Regions from separate parts of the Mus musculus genome. Here region 1 is linked to region 2. Evidence: chromatin contacts called from public Micro-C data. All regions are on one chromosome and are shown on one strand. Each heading gives the region's core, a stretch centred on a gene start, on an enhancer-like site or on the middle of the called end of the contact. The rest is flanking DNA. Distances are from core to core; before and after follow the strand shown. Region 1 holds the start of Gm32633 (predicted gene, 32633). Region 2 overlaps Klf13 (Kruppel-like factor 13).

The links. Hi-C and Micro-C count contacts between places; a contact is called where the count stands out from the background.
Region 1: a Micro-C map of the G1E-ER4 cell line shows a contact between it and region 2. The contact joins two enhancer-like sites. A contact is called at or near these places in 2 of 15 datasets of contacts at CTCF or cohesin (CD8 T cells and large pre-B cells), 7 of 484 Hi-C or Micro-C datasets (the G1E-ER4 cell line, brain, cerebellum and 2 more), 8 of 115 datasets of contacts at active chromatin or transcription factors (the SCID.adh cell line, bone marrow-derived macrophages, double positive thymocytes and 3 more) and 3 of 9 other capture datasets (adipose tissue, embryonic stem cells and liver).

The regions. Positions count from the first base shown.
Region 1 is chr7:63,985,990-63,993,394 of GRCm38.p6, forward strand. It overlaps Gm32633 (predicted gene, 32633), which reads left to right and starts at 846. Exons shown (of 6, transcript NR_169109.1): 1 at 846-1,034. Within about 2 kb of position 5,767, at least 62 of the 459 cell types and tissues checked have an H3K27ac peak or open chromatin away from gene starts, as enhancers often do. A contact at or near this core is called in CD8 T cells and the G1E-ER4 cell line, where this site is marked.
Region 2 is chr7:63,901,622-63,909,089 of GRCm38.p6, forward strand. The region is part of intron 1 of Klf13 (Kruppel-like factor 13); the gene reads right to left. Among named protein-coding and RNA genes, the nearest start is that of Gm27252, 9.0 kb to the left of the region's middle. Within about 2 kb of position 3,785, at least 114 of the 459 cell types and tissues checked have an H3K27ac peak or open chromatin away from gene starts, as enhancers often do. A contact at or near this core is called in CD8 T cells and the G1E-ER4 cell line, where this site is marked.

The DNA of each region.
Region 1 (7,405 bases), core at 4,517-7,016, 86 kb after region 2:
TGAACGGGGAGTATCTGTGAAGACACAGCCTGCACAGATCACGGGGGTGGGGGGGGGGTAGGGGGATGGTGGGGGGGATGGGGTGGGGGGGTGGGGGGGCAAGTTGAAGGGCTTCCAGGGAAATGTGTGGTTTGTGACAGGGTGGGATATAACCCAGCCACACCCCAATGATGCTTTGTGAGATGCAGAGGGAACAAGAAAGACAAATGCTGCACTCAGTGCATGTGTGTGTATATTCATGCATGCGTGTGTATATGAATGCTGGTGTGTGTGCGTGCACGTGTGTGAGCATGTGCATATGTGCTCTGTGTCTTGTGTGTATCAGAGACATCAGAACACCAGGGAATTTTCCAGACTGCAGTTTCTGACAGACAGTGAATTGATGCTTTGAATGTGCTCCATGCTATCCAGATGCTTGCAGAGGCAGTGGAAACGCTTCGGTTGGTACCAGTAGAAGAGGCTAAGTTAATGGGTGGCTAAGTTAATGGGTGCCGAGCAGCTGGGACCTGAGGGTGTGGAGCTTAGCTAAGTCTCCTCTGCCTCCCTCTCCGACCTGACTCCCGCTGGGTAGGGGCAGGTCGGAGCTGCTATGTTCTGACCTCACAGTGAAATCTGAATAATTGATGCCCTAGTCTAATGTTTCACCCAATTGTCATAACGCAGAAACACAAGCCCAGTGTATGGAGGCTGCAGACAAAGAGCTGTTTTCATCGCTCGCTTTCCCCCAGCCTCAGGTCTGTGTGGCTCTCTCTCCAGCACATGATCTGCGACAATTATCCTGTGTTCTCCCACCCTTCCCCAGGGAACCAGGGGAGGAATTATTAGGGAGGTGGCTCCCCAAGGGCACAGGGGGAGGTCTGGAACCTCCTGCAGTGTGGCATGTGGACTGTGTGCCCAGCTGCTGCTTGACACTCACTTGGCAAGGCCTTCCCTCTGCCAGGGCTGCCTGCAGGGCCTCTGAACACAGGGCTCTCACCCAAACAAGCAGCCAGATGGGTCCCCAGTGGCTTGTGAGCCGGCTCCCTGCACAGGAGGTAGGACATGAGGGTGGGAGGGGCCACCTAGGAACTCCCTGAGCCCCAGGCAGATGGAAAGCCCAGCCCTGCTTGCGTTGCTTGCTCTGGCATTGGGGGCAGGGTTCATTTCTAACTCTCAGAGCAAAACAAAACACAGGAAATGAACTTCAAACACTGTTCGGGAAGCTGGGGACAGGTGACAATTCAACCTCATTTGGCTCTGCTGGAAAAACTATGACAGGATATCTAAATCGCGGGAGGACAGTTGGTGTCAACCATGGCCACTATGGAGCTACAAAGATCGGTGCAGAGAGAGGGCGGCTTGTGTTTGGTGTAAGGTTCCCAAGTCAGTCTCATAGGCCAGATTTGGGAAATCAAAGGAACCTTTGCGTTTAAGTTGAACACTCCCAATTGACCAGCAGCAGTCCCTTTTGTCGGTTTGGCTGGTTTGCTGGAGTCCAGGTAGCAGAAAGCAGGTGAGAGACTCTGGGCAGGACTATGCTGCTGCTCTTTGGTTTATTCCTAAGAAAAGGAGGTGTAAGTGGAGGAAAGCAAGGTGCAGGGAGGGTGCAAACAACCTGGCTCACGATATAGGAACAATGCTATTTGCTTGGCTTGAGGCTAGGTGTAGCTATGTAGTTCTAGAACTACATTCTCCTGTCTCCGACTCCTTAGCATTGGGATTATAGGTGAATGATATGATGTCCAGCCAATAGTATATTACTGAAAAATTACACATTATTAGGCTCAAGAGTACCTGGGGGACAGGTGCAGCTCTCATTAAATAACCAGGCTTTGGCTTGCATGTGTGGGGTGCCTGTTATTCAACCTTTGGGAACCAGGCTGAGCCCTGCCTAGCAAAGGTGCCTCAACGCTGGGATGGGGACAGATGGCCACAGCCTTTATTAGAGATAGGAGGATGTTAGCTCCGAGAGGCTCTCACAGGCTCTCTCCTCCATTGTCCACTTCCTTTACAAGGATCGAAGCATGAAGAGTTCAATGCCCTGGCCTGCATCTGAGAGAATGTACAGCCACCTGGCCTTCCACAGCACTGGCCCTGTCTGCAAGGTCTTTCCCCTGCCTCTTAGAGAATCTGCTCCCAGCTCTCAGACAAGGTGGTGGCCTGTGGGAGTTGAGGGGGCTGCTACAGAATGGAACCTGAGATAAGTCTCTCATGGCCTTACGGTGAGGAAAGAATCCAAACTGGAAGCGAATGGAAAGTAGACTGAGCTAGAGATGGGAGTATAGAGAGGGTCTCCCTTGTCCTTAGTGGTTCATTCCTACTGCCAGGAACAGGCTGTCAGTGGATTACCCTTTCTTCTTCCCCAGGAATTACATTCTGCTTTCAAGGGAAGCCCTAGCGCGAGACTCACTCCACCTCATCTGTGTCCAGTGCTCCACTAATTTCCATGGTGCAGATCTCAGCCCTGGAGGTTCATCTTCCTAAGGAATGCTGGGACTCCCTGGTCCTCTCTCCTGGTGCATGGTCCATTCTTCTTGTTCTTTACAGGCATGCTTTTCAAGACACCCAACTTTGCATGGCACTGCTTGTCAGAAGCCAGAGCCTAGGGCCAACCCCGGGTCCCAGATAGCATGTACCCAGCAAAACAGTCACTATCAGGAGGGACCTTGGGCGAAGGGGGCCTGCTGGCTGATGCAGCATCCTGACCTGTGAGTAGTTCCAGGGGTCTAGAGCTGGGACAACAGTCTTCTCTGAATACTACTCTCATGAAGAAGAGAGAAGACTGATTAAATTAAAATATGAAAGAGAGGGTCTCCCTGCAGCATCCAGGGAAACCCTAATTCTTGGCAGCTGGGGGGTAGTTGGGTAGGAGGAGTGTGAAAGGCTGGTTTGGAGGACAAGGCTATATGGGTATTGTGGAATCCTCAGCTCCTGCCTGCTGTGGTCTGCAATTGGGAGGTGTGGGAGCTGCAGGCTCCTGTGAGTATAACAGCCCCATAGAAGTGACCATTCTCGTCCCACTTGATAACCATGTAATGGTCTCAAGAAGGATAAGAGTCTAACCAGATAATGTTCATCTCACAGAACCTGCTTCTGTGGCCTCTCAGTATGAGATTACTGATAGGCAGGGAGGAACAGACCCCCATGCAGCCAGCTGGGGGGGTGCAGAACCCTTTGAGGGAGGCATTACAGTCTGGACATGAAGTGTCAGACTTGTTCCTCAGCTGGTGGAGCAAATCATCGAGGGTTACCAGCTAGTTCCTGAGGGCTCTGACCAAATAGGTTAGTCACTGATGGGTTCCTATTAATGGCATTACTGGCAGGTGATGGAAACTTCCAGCAGCAGAGCCTCCGTGAAATAAGTGGGCCATTGGGAATATGGTCTCAGTAGCTAAACCTTTACCCAGATCCCTCTTTGCACAGCTGTGAAATTCTCTCTCCCCACAAGGCCACAGCAATGGACCAGAACTTCATCTGGGAGCCCAAATGGGTCTCTCCTCCTCTGACATATTTATCTCAGGCATTTGTAGCAGCAATGAAAAATCTAGTGTAGGAGGCAAGTTGTTTTGTTTGTTTTGGGGTGTGTGTGTGTGTGTGTGTGTGTGTGTATGCATGCATGTGTGAGCATGTTTAATGGCTAATTGTTAGAAAATACATATAAGCCTGTCAGCACACTCCTTTAATCCTACCACTTGGGAGGCAGAGGCAGGTGGATCTCTGAGTTCAAGGCCAACTTGGTCTATAGAACAAGTTCCAGGACAGCCAGGGTTATGCAGAGAAACCCTGTCTTGAGAAATTAAAAATAAACAGACAATGTAAAACAAATAAATCACTTTTAAGTGCATAGGCCAGAGGTGGTCAGCAGACTTATAGTGCTGTGTGACCATCACATCTGTCCTGGTTACAGTTACTAGTGCTCTGATGAAACACCATGACCAACACTTTCACATTACTGTTTATCACCAGAGGAAGTCAGGACAGGAAGTCCAACAGGACAGGAACCTGGAATCTGGAGCTGACACAGTGACCATATAGCTATGCTGCTTACTGGCTAGTTCCTCAGGGCTTGCTCATCCTGCTTTTGTATAGAACCCAGAGCCAATAGCCCATTTACAATAGGCTGGGCCTTACCCAATGATCACTAGTTAAGAAAATGTCCTATGGGCTTGCCTAAAGCCAGATCTTATGGGGGCATTTTCTTCCTTTGAGATTCCCTCCTCTCAGATGACTATCAGCTGTGTCAAGGTGACCTAAAACTAGCTAGCATAGCATCCAAACCACAGAAGTCTTTTTCTCTTGCAAAACGGAAACTCTGCCTGGTTAAGCAACAAACTTCCCAACTTCCCTCCCAGCTCCAGACAACCATCTTCCCCACCTCTCCATGAAACTGAGGGCTCTGGACACTTTGGATGAGCAGAGAGAGCTATCTGGGTATGTCCTCTGTAACTGGCCGACTTCACTTTGTGTGCCTACCATCCGCAGCTTCCTCCATGGTTTGCAGCAGGTGTCACAGGGGAGGGAGGAGTTTCGGGCTGCAGATTTCACAGGTCCAGGCACCACCTAGAACAATAGCCTGTGCCCAGACCCAGGAAGAATGGAAGTGCGGATGGGTTAGAACCATCCCCATAGGCAGCCCTTCCCTGAGGCAGAACTTCCTATTCAGGCAGGGACCTGGGGCAACATTGCTCCCGTGTTATAGGATGACTCTTGGAGTAGCTGGGAAGGGACAGCCCAAACTACACGCTGAGGAATGCCAGGACCATGAGGAGAAAAGCGAGGAGAGGTGAGGTCCAAACCCAGGTTGCTGCATTTACTAATGTGTCAAAGAGGAAGCATTGTTGAGAAACTCAGTGTGACTGCCTTTTGAGGGCCAGGGATGACAGTAAAGCTGCTGTGGGTGACAGGGTGGCCATAGAGTAGTTGACAGGTGGTGCCACTTTATTGTCAGAAGCAAGGTGGCTACAATTATCTCAGTGAGTGGCCAGCTGGATAACAGCTGGGGCCACCATCCAAAGAGGTGGGCTCGTGGGAAGTCAGCTAGGGTACTACCCAGTTCCAAAAATTAATACCCTGGATGGACATCAAAGAGACTAGAAGCACCCTTTTCCCAAACCCTCTCATCCCATGCCGGTTCTCAGGCAGAGGATCCAGGTTGAAGGAGAGGCGCATTTAGGGCAGATGTACCACCAAGGTGAGTGTGTGAGTGATGAGCCTAGGCTTCCAACAAGGGACCCTAATCATTCCCATTTCGTTGGTTATCCAAGCACAGGGCCATGGGGAGCATCGAGAAGCCTTCAGGACTGGGCCAGTCTGAACTGACTCGGTGTAGAGATGGCAGGGTCTCCATTGTGTCTATTAGAGAAGACCATGGGGAACCAGGCCTGGTATCCCTGCTACATGAGGCAGTCCTGGGAGTAGTCTATCTCCTGTACCCCATAGCAGCTGCTCTTGAGTACCCCACTTACCATTTCTGTAAGGCAAGATAAGATTAAACTGCCCACCCTCCCTTTCAGTTTTGGGAGGTGAAGCCGACTACAAAGGGAATGGCTGTGTCTCTTTTACAGCTGCTCAGGCCTCATGACAGCAAGGGCCAGGCCAGGCTTGAGGAAAAAGCTGGAGTGGTTGGGCCCAGACAGGGCTCCATGGAGCTGCAAGGGGCTTGAGTTTGAAGTCCGCGTGTTGGCATGTGCAGCCCGCTCTTCAGGGCAGATGGTGTTCCCCAGGCTGTGGGTAGAAGCTCCTTTGTAGACAGCATTCACACAGCCTGGGTTTCAACCCAAAATAGCTTCCTCTCCTCACCCCGAGCAGGGTGGCCAGCTGCTCCTCCTGCGCAGGTTCCTGGCCAAGGTGCAGCTCCACCTGGCCCATGTGCGGGTGGCACCAGGCTCCTGTACCTGCAGGGGCAGGCCATATTGGATGCTCAGGGGTGGGGTGGGGGGGCTTCTGTGGAAACCACCCTTGTGAGTTGGCAGTCAGGGCCAAGAAGGGAGGAGCCTTGGAGAACATGATGTAAGGGATTAGCCTGCCCAAGCCTGGAGCCCAGTGACATCCACCTGCCTCCCAGGGCAGCTCTGGAGCCAAGGCTACCCTTTCCCTAATTCATTCTCTATCTGCCCCCCCCCCCCCCCCCCGCAATCCCACCCGCGCATGCGTGCGTGTGTGTGTGTGTGTGTGTGTGTGTGTGTGCGCGCGCGCGCTATTTATTTATTTTTTTTAAATCACCAATAGCAGCCTTCTTCAGAGGCCTCCTGAAAATTTACCTTTCTGTCCAAGTCCAAATTTAGCCCTGACTTCCAGGCCTCTTACCATCTGGGCCTGCCAGGCCTCTGCCAAATGGATCAACCTGCCACAGAGTGGAGAAAACCCACTGCCCTGCTGCTTCCTGCATTGGAAAGCCCACTGTTCCTGCAACACACACCCACTGGGTTCGGGAAAGGCGTCGCTGACGCAGGCTTTGAGGCTATGCCTACCACTCCCTGATCCCCGCCAGGACCATATGCCATTTCACGTTTCAGACCGTGGCCATACACGGTGATAGTATCCATTTCACTTTGCACTGGTGGTCTTTGAAACCAAAGCCAAGAAGGCTGGAGCTGGGATTGAAAACTTGGGCCACCTAGAGCCTCCCTGGAAGGCCAGGCCACCCAGGGAGTGCCCCATGTTCCTTTGTTCCCAGCCAACCTGGATTACATTTGGGCCTCCTAATCAAGCTTTGCAACCCAGGAGGTCAACGTGCTGGTATTTGTAGATCCGTGCCAGACACTAGCCTGGGGAATCAGAGATGTGGACTATAGGTCTCTACTTCTCACAGCTGGCAAAGATGAAGAGAGCCAGGAGGAGGTTGGTCAGGGTGTCTAGAGATTTTCCCCATAGTTTAGTGTAGTTTGTCTTTTATCTCTTGACCACTGCAAATGCCAAATCTAGATAGAAGGAATAGTTCCTCACAGGCAGGGTAGGAGGTGCATGTCCAATCCTGTGGCTCTAGCCCTTCTTCTAGAACCTTCTTGTTTACTTTTGTCCCATAGCCTTGTGGCTGGAGTTAAATACTGGCTTGGCTCATGGTCCACCTTAGTCAGCGGTCCACTGTCTGATTTTCATCTTCAGCCTCTGCAACAAATTGTCAGTGTGGCTCTCAACCTTGGCCAAGCCATGAGTCCATTTTCTAAGGACTGTCTGATACACGAGACAAAGTAAAGAAAGAAGACTGATTATTTTAGGTTCACAGTCTCCAAGGCTGGAAAGTTCAAGGTCATATGGCCACAGCTGGAGATGGCTACCTGCCGCTTCCTAGGCAGGTAGAAGCTGAAAGATAGAGAAAGTATGCGTGCACAAGACAGAGAGGTCTAGCCTCCACTATAGCTAATACATTCTTCTGAGACATCTGCCTTGGTGATCCATTCCCCGCCCCACAGCACAGAGGAACTAA
Region 2 (7,468 bases), core at 2,535-5,034:
GTAAGCAGCCGAGAGAGACTCTGCACCTGTGGTAATCGCTGTGCCCTCCTCCTCTCTGCTCCTCTTGTCCACCCCGCCCCCACCCTGGGTGCCTCCTAGTTGCTTACGTTCTCGGTTATCCCACGCTAGCGGCAGGAGCCCACCAGAGAGGGGCAGCTTCATCTTCACATTTTGCCAGTTTGCCTGACTTGTCCAACCCAGAGACCTGAAGTGTGGGAGCCCATCGCAGATGGGGAGTCAAGGCCCATCAGAGTGCTGGGCCTCAAAGCTGGGATTTTGACTAGGAATGAATTTTCATATCCTTCCTTGCCACAGCCGTGCTGTCGATGATGCTGCTAGAGCTTGATGCCTGCACACTGGTGTTACAGGGGAAAAGAGAGATCCAGAGGAAACCAGTGCCCCCATCTGACCCACGGATGGGGGCTGAGCCAAGGCAGATCCAACCCTCAGCGCCCTGTCCCTTCAGGCTCTGTAAGAGAAGCTACTTCAGAACTGGGTTGTAGCAGTTGGCTAATACTTGATTTCAAAGTCAGCCTGCAAGCTAAAGGCAGCACCCCTGCAGAACAATCCCAGGTGCCAGTCACCAATGTTCTTGCTGCATCACACAACACCTAGCACCTGGGGGAGGCTGAAAGGGACTACCTCAAAGTCTTGAACAGTGATTACCTGACCTGCCCCAACTGATACAGAGGGTTTTGTGTTTTTGTTTTTTTTTGGGGGGGGGTGGTTTTTGGTTTTTCGAGACAGGGTTTCTCTGTATAGCCCTGGCTGTCCTGGAACTCACTTTGTAGACCAGACTGGCCTCAAACTCAGAAATCCGCCTGCCTCTGCCTCCCAAGTGCTGGGCTTAAAGGCGTGTGCCACCACCACCCAGCTGACTCAGAGGGTTCTAATTAACTGGGGAGAGGGAGGTCCCATGAAATTGCCAGCAGGATATAATGAAACAATTTATCCAGAGTTGATTTCATAAAGCAAACACATTGGAAATGTCTTTTTTTTTTTTTTTTTTTTTAAACCATGGGGCCAGATTATCTGACTTTTTATTTTAAAGAAAGAAAAGGGGGGGGGGTGTCATTTCTAGAACAGCTGCAGAGCGGTAGGGATCCCTGCTTCACACCTTCAAGGCCAGCCAGAGAATTTCTTACAGGATCACAGGCCCACTGACCCAACAGATGTCTCCAGTTACTGGCAATTTATACCAAGCATTTTCTGGGAAAACCATTGTGTTCAAAGGTCTAGTCTGAGAACAGGCTTTCCTGCAAAATTTCCATAGCCACAGGTATAGTCCCTTCAGTTCTGCCTGCAGCTGCTCACAAGTTTGGGAATTCTGCTCAGGAAGCCATTTAGGAGACAAGGCCAGTCCTAATTCCAGACCCAGCCCTGGCCACTGCTTCTACACAGGCCCTTCCTTCCTCCTTGAACCCTGTCTTGCCGCCTCCACCCTATTTCCTATGCCCTTTGCTACCGGGCCTGGAGCAGGACCCCAAGGGAGCTACAAGGAGCTAATCCAAGAGACACTCAGGAAAGAGAGCAAGGCAAGTGCTATACTCTATACATGCAGGATTACAAAGACCTTTCCACTGTAGCTTTGCAAGGGATTTTATCCCACATCTATCCCATGCTGCTGGTGATAAGGGAGGTTTGGTGACAGGACAACTCCCAGAGCTGGAACCCTGTCCCAAACCCTGTCCCTCTCCAGCAAGCTCTGGTTCAGGGTGGCGCTCCATGATCGGTGGCATCTACAGTTGCTTCATTCATCTGGAGGAAGGTTAGGATGAGGGTGTGTGTGTGGGAGGGGGTGGGGGGAGCACATGGAACTGTCTGATGTTTTCACAAGCAACAGACAGGGAGGTTTAAACACAGCTAAACTCCTGAAGCCATGTTTGGATGCAGGCAAACTGCATACTCTATGGAGTACCAAAGAATATGACTCTATAAGCACAGCAAAGAAGCATGGAATATTCTGGGGTAGATACAGTGTCTGACTGTCCTTTCTGAAACCCTTGTATTTTCAACTGAACTGGTTCAGGCAGTCATAAAGAGTATAACAATACACAAAGCCATGTACATACCTACCAGCATGCAAGCAAACACACACACACACACACACACACACACACACACTCTTTCTCAAAATCTCCCACCCCCAAACCATCCCCCCAACCTGACAAGGAAGTAGCACTAATTTGCACACGTTGTTTGCACATGTTGGCACACTTGCTTAGAGAGGTCAAATGGAGCACACGCCAGACATTTCATAACAGTGTTTCCCCTCCTTTTACTAAGGGTTACAAAACACATTTGAAATTTTCCGTTTCTCTGAACCCCTATAAAACGACAATAATCAACACTCTTGTTTTCTGTGGGGGGAATATGCAGCCATCACAGACAGGCTCTCTCAGGAGCTCCGCCCTATTACTACTGGAGATATATGCGACGGGAGAAATAGCCACTGTAAAAGCTTTCAGATGCAGAATGCTCTGTCAAAGCTCTTCTCCAGGCTATCAAGCTATGAGGGAGAGTGAGCTGAACCCAAAGAGCAGACATTTCCATCTCTTCCCACTCAATCCTTAGGTCGCAGAACTGCTTTCCAAAGGAACAACAACAGTGTGTCTATCTTCCTGGCTCCTCGTCCCCAAGCTGCAGAGAGCCACATGGGGGCCTGCTTTGTCATCCTGAACTGAAGGGACCATATCCCATTTCAGAAGCCAGCATCAACAGTCTCTGTCTGGGTATTACACAGAGAAATCATGTCTCAAAAAATCAGAAAGAAACAGAGTGTGTGTGTGTGTGTGTGGGGGGGGGGGGGGACGGGTGAAAGAGAGAGAGAGAGAGAGAACTTGCAGTCATCCGGCATATATAAACTGCTCTGAAGTTTCAACAATAAGCTCCCAGCTTCAACAATAGTCTGAGAAGGATGTTGAAGAGGATGGTCAACAGCTCACGGGTGCTCAGCATCTTCTGACCTTATGACTACAAATGAGAACAGGAGAGGACAGCACTCCACACGTTCATGGCAATGTTAGAATCAGAAAGTTGCCAGCACTGAGTGCTGCTGGACCAATTCACTCTCACACTAGGAGAGAGAAACAGCCACTGTGCAAAGTCTCCCACAGAGTCTTATGAATTTATACAACCTTATACACAACACCCTAACCCCACTCATAGGCCTTCACCAAGGTGAACTAAAAATAGATTTCATACTAAGACCTGTACACAAACCTTAAAACAGCTATTCGTAACTATCTCAAATGGAGGCATGGACTTTCTACAGATGGAGAGACAGATTTTGGTGTATCCACACAATGGAATATTATTCAATGGTTAAAAAGAAGCTCCTGACTCACAACAAAATGGATAAGTTATGAATGAACTTTGCTAAGGTGAAACAACCAGACATAAAAGGCTGCACTTCCCATGGCTCTATTTATATTTCATTCTGTAAATCACAGACCTATAGACAGAAATCCCACCAAGGACAGAGGGATGTGAGACTGGTTAGCGTCTATAAGGGGATGAACAGGGTGACTTCTATAGTGGTATAAGGACAGTAAGTAGATAAAGACTGCATTTGTCAGTTCTGGGGTTGGGGGTAACCTTAGTGCAGTCTCCATCTCAACCCAACACCATAACAACAACAACAACCACCACCACCCCAGCACTTGGAACTGTATTCACAAACAAGGCATTTCAGGCTACACAAATAAACACCAACCAGGAAGCTGGGGAATCCCAGGCTGGGACAGACTGAGTCACATGCCTTTGTGCAGGGTGGGACAGCAGCTGACCTAAGTTACTGGGAACACAGTGCTGTGACTGGAAACTCTTTAAGAGCAGGCAAAAGGACCTGCACTGTAGTCAGCAAAACATCAACTCTAAGCGTGGTCTAACAATCTACACCTGCCTCCCGGGTGCACTAAGGAAAGGGGACACAGGTAAGGCCACTGCTGGGGGGTAGATGTAGAGGGGTCACAGAAAGGGGCAGTCCACTGGGAGTCTAGTCCCAGAGGCTGGCCACAAATAAGAAGAGCTAGATATGGAAGGACAGAGAGATATGGTGTATTTCGTTAATGTGTTAAACAATGTAAATGTTACACACACACACACACACACACACACACACACACACACACAGCTCTACGCAGAGTGGCATAGTGGCAGCCACACCCCAGTCACAAGGAGCACACCCAGATCCTGGATTCTGATACCATTCTGCAGTGAGAGGAAACAGGGTCCTTTGGATTTGATCTGTGGGCTGGGACAGGAAAAGTCCGTAAGCCCGAGCATCATATAATGCCAGAAAGTCAGGAAACAGACAAAAATTCAAAAACGAAGGGGCATGTCAAAAGGACACAGGAACAGGCCTAAAGAGTCCCTGTCCAGGGCTGGGATATTTGAGTAACAACATAAATAGCACTAAATTCACATGAACTGGATTCCCCACAGGCATGAAATGGAAAGACTCTTCCTTTCTGCTGTGTTTACCTCCGAAAGCCACAAACCCAGTCCAACCATGAGAGAAAGAAAGATCAGACAGCTACAGGCTGAGGGACAGTCTACAGAATACTTAGCCTGTGTAGAATTGCTATTCTTGTTGCTGTGTCTAAGTACCTGACCAGAGATGTAAGGAAGACTTTATTCTGGGCTCAGGGTTTGGAGAACAACAGTTCATCGTGGCAGGAGGCAGGAGCACCGGGCAGCTGGTTACATTGCATTCTCGGGTAGCAGAACGATTAATGCTGGTGTGTGTCTGCTTTTTATATAGTCTGGGACCCCAGATCATCAGGTGGTATCACCCACACACATCAGGTAGGTCTTCCCAGAGAAGTGTCTCCTGGGTGATTCTAAATCCAGTTTGGTTGACAGTGAAATTGAACATCATAGCCAATACCCCTCAAAATTGTTGAAGGTCTACCTCTTTTTGACTTGGCATGGCTGCTGCACTAATGAGCTCACATCCTCTGACGTTACCTGCACAAGATCAAGCCTGTGCGCATTCTAGCATGGGCCAGGGAAGGGCTCACGAGCTCCTACCACCAGCTGACAAGCTATGTGGCAATTGATGGGTTTTGGCTGCTGTGGTGGTGGGACCACCATTTTTTAGGGTTGTGGCCACTGGTAAGTTGTATGTGCTCTGGTGGGTGAATGGCCCCATACCCATCTGCAGAAGGGCAGCATTAACTGGACTCATTGCCTTGTTTTTTTTTTTTTGTTTTTTTTGTTTTTTTTTTTTTTTAAAGAATAATAAGGATTAAAGAAAGACAAGCTGAAGGGGTAAGGGAAAATGTGAGAGGAGAGTTGGGGACCAAGAATCAATAGACACATGGTATGTGTGTATGAAATTGTCAAAGAATAAATAAAAGTGTTTATTAAAAAAAAAAAATGGTGCCGGGCGTGGTGGCGCACACCTTTAAGCACTTGGGAGGCAGAGGCAGGCAGATTTCTGAGTTCGAGGCCAGCCTGGTCTAAAGTGAGTTCCAGGATAGGCAGGGCTATACAGAGAAACCCTGTCTCGAAAAACCAAAAAAACCAAAAAAACAAAAACAAAAACAAAAACAAAAAAAACCCTGGCAACACTGGGCATGATGGCAGTGCTCGCCTTTAATCCCAGCACCCAGGAAGTAGAGGCAGGTGGACCTCAGTGAGCTGCAGGCCAGGCTGGTCTCCATAGCAAGTTCCAGCCAGGGCTATACGGAGAGTTGGGATGAATTGCTTCTCTTCTACCAGGCCCAGGAGTCTCAAAACAAAACAAAAACAAACAAAAACCAAAACCATGAAAAAACAAGTCAAATCTTAGATGGCAGGGGGGACCCAGGGAAACATGATCACCATAGTCCACTTAATGGATGACAGACAATGATGTCCTTTGCCTTCAGTGATCATAACAACGGTCACATGGCTCTACTTGGAGTAACAACGTATTACTGCTGACCTAGTGCAAATGGCTAAATCAGGTTCAATAGACAGAAAAAGATGAAGATGGATAAACTAATCTCTTCGGCTCCTCAACTACGTTAAGAGCAACCCACGGTGGTCACTTCTATCAAGCAGACACTTTCCTAATGAGTCGCTTCCCACCTGGAAGGTAGGCACACGAACCATCTGCAGTGGGTTGCAAACGCTACCACTAGCCCAGCAACCATTCTTCAGAGGGACGGACTTCAGTTTGAGAGGCTGGCTGTTCTTTGCAGACTGCCCTAGACCTGGCTTGGTGAACTGCTTCTAGGCGCATTTCCTTTAAAAAACGAAAAAGGCAGGGTATACTTCCTTCACTCTCCCTTTCTTCATGCCCTGGTTATGTTCCAATGCTTCTAATACAATAGGAGCAGATGTCATCGTGTCCCATGCTGTGACAATGGCCCAATCTGAATGCTGAAAAATTACTGCAGTGAAAAGTGGGAATGAGCTCAGACCTCTGGTCACCGTCTGTGGCTGTTACACCAGGCCTGGATTGTCCATGTAGGGACCTAGAACCAGAAGGAAGGAGTCCTGGGACCTGGGCCTGGTAGAAGAGAACCAATTCATCCCAACTGTCCTTTGACTACCAAGGGCATGCCTCCTCCCCCCCAATAAATAAACAGTTTGTTCATCATCTCTTTTCTAGCTCTCAGCTCTCCCTAGACCTCCCGTGTTAGACCTAAGGCCAACAGGAACTCTGGGTAAAGCTGATTTCTGATTTCCACAGACACAAATTAACAGACAAAGCAAGAGATAAAGGGCAAGGGTAACACTTAGAAGCTGGAGCTGAGACAACAGAGGCAGTGAAAGGGGGCACTCCTTACCCTATACAATGTACCCAACCCAGGGGATCAGAAGCCTCTGGCAGCTATAGGATTGAGAACATTATTAAAGGCAATGCAAACACAGGATCCCTCTCCTCATGGCTGCCTGCCCACCCTTCCCATACCTGCTACAGCAGAGACTAGCTAATGGAAGGCTTTGAACAGCAAGTCTTCTGGCTCAGGGTGTGGCAGTTTTCTCAACAGAGCCTGGGGAACAGCTCACAGGCTAGATGTAGCCACCCTAAAGTCCGCCCCCTCCCCAATTTGGTTCTGACTCCACCCCTACCCCCACCCCGCAGGGCAGCAGACTCCTCCCTCAGGCAAAGGCCTGAAGAAAATGGCCTAACAGACCTCTACCATCAGAGCAGCACCAGACACCGGAAAACTCAGCCCCTGGCCCTGTAGGTCAAAAGACAGTGGAGAGCAGGGGAAAAGAGTCAGGAATGAGAAACACACTTCCCAAGCTCCCACTACAATCCTGAGGCTGAGCACGGCAGGAGCGGAAGAGGAAGTGCACAAGAGCCGCAGAAGCCTGAGGCAATAAGCAATGGAAGAAAGTGGGTCAGAAATGAAAAGCCCGGTTAGCGTTAGAACAAATGCTGAAGGAAATTCAAAGAGAACAGCATATGGGACAAATGGATAAGGAGGGGAAAGAAGAAATGAAGGCCAATCCAAATAGTTTCAGT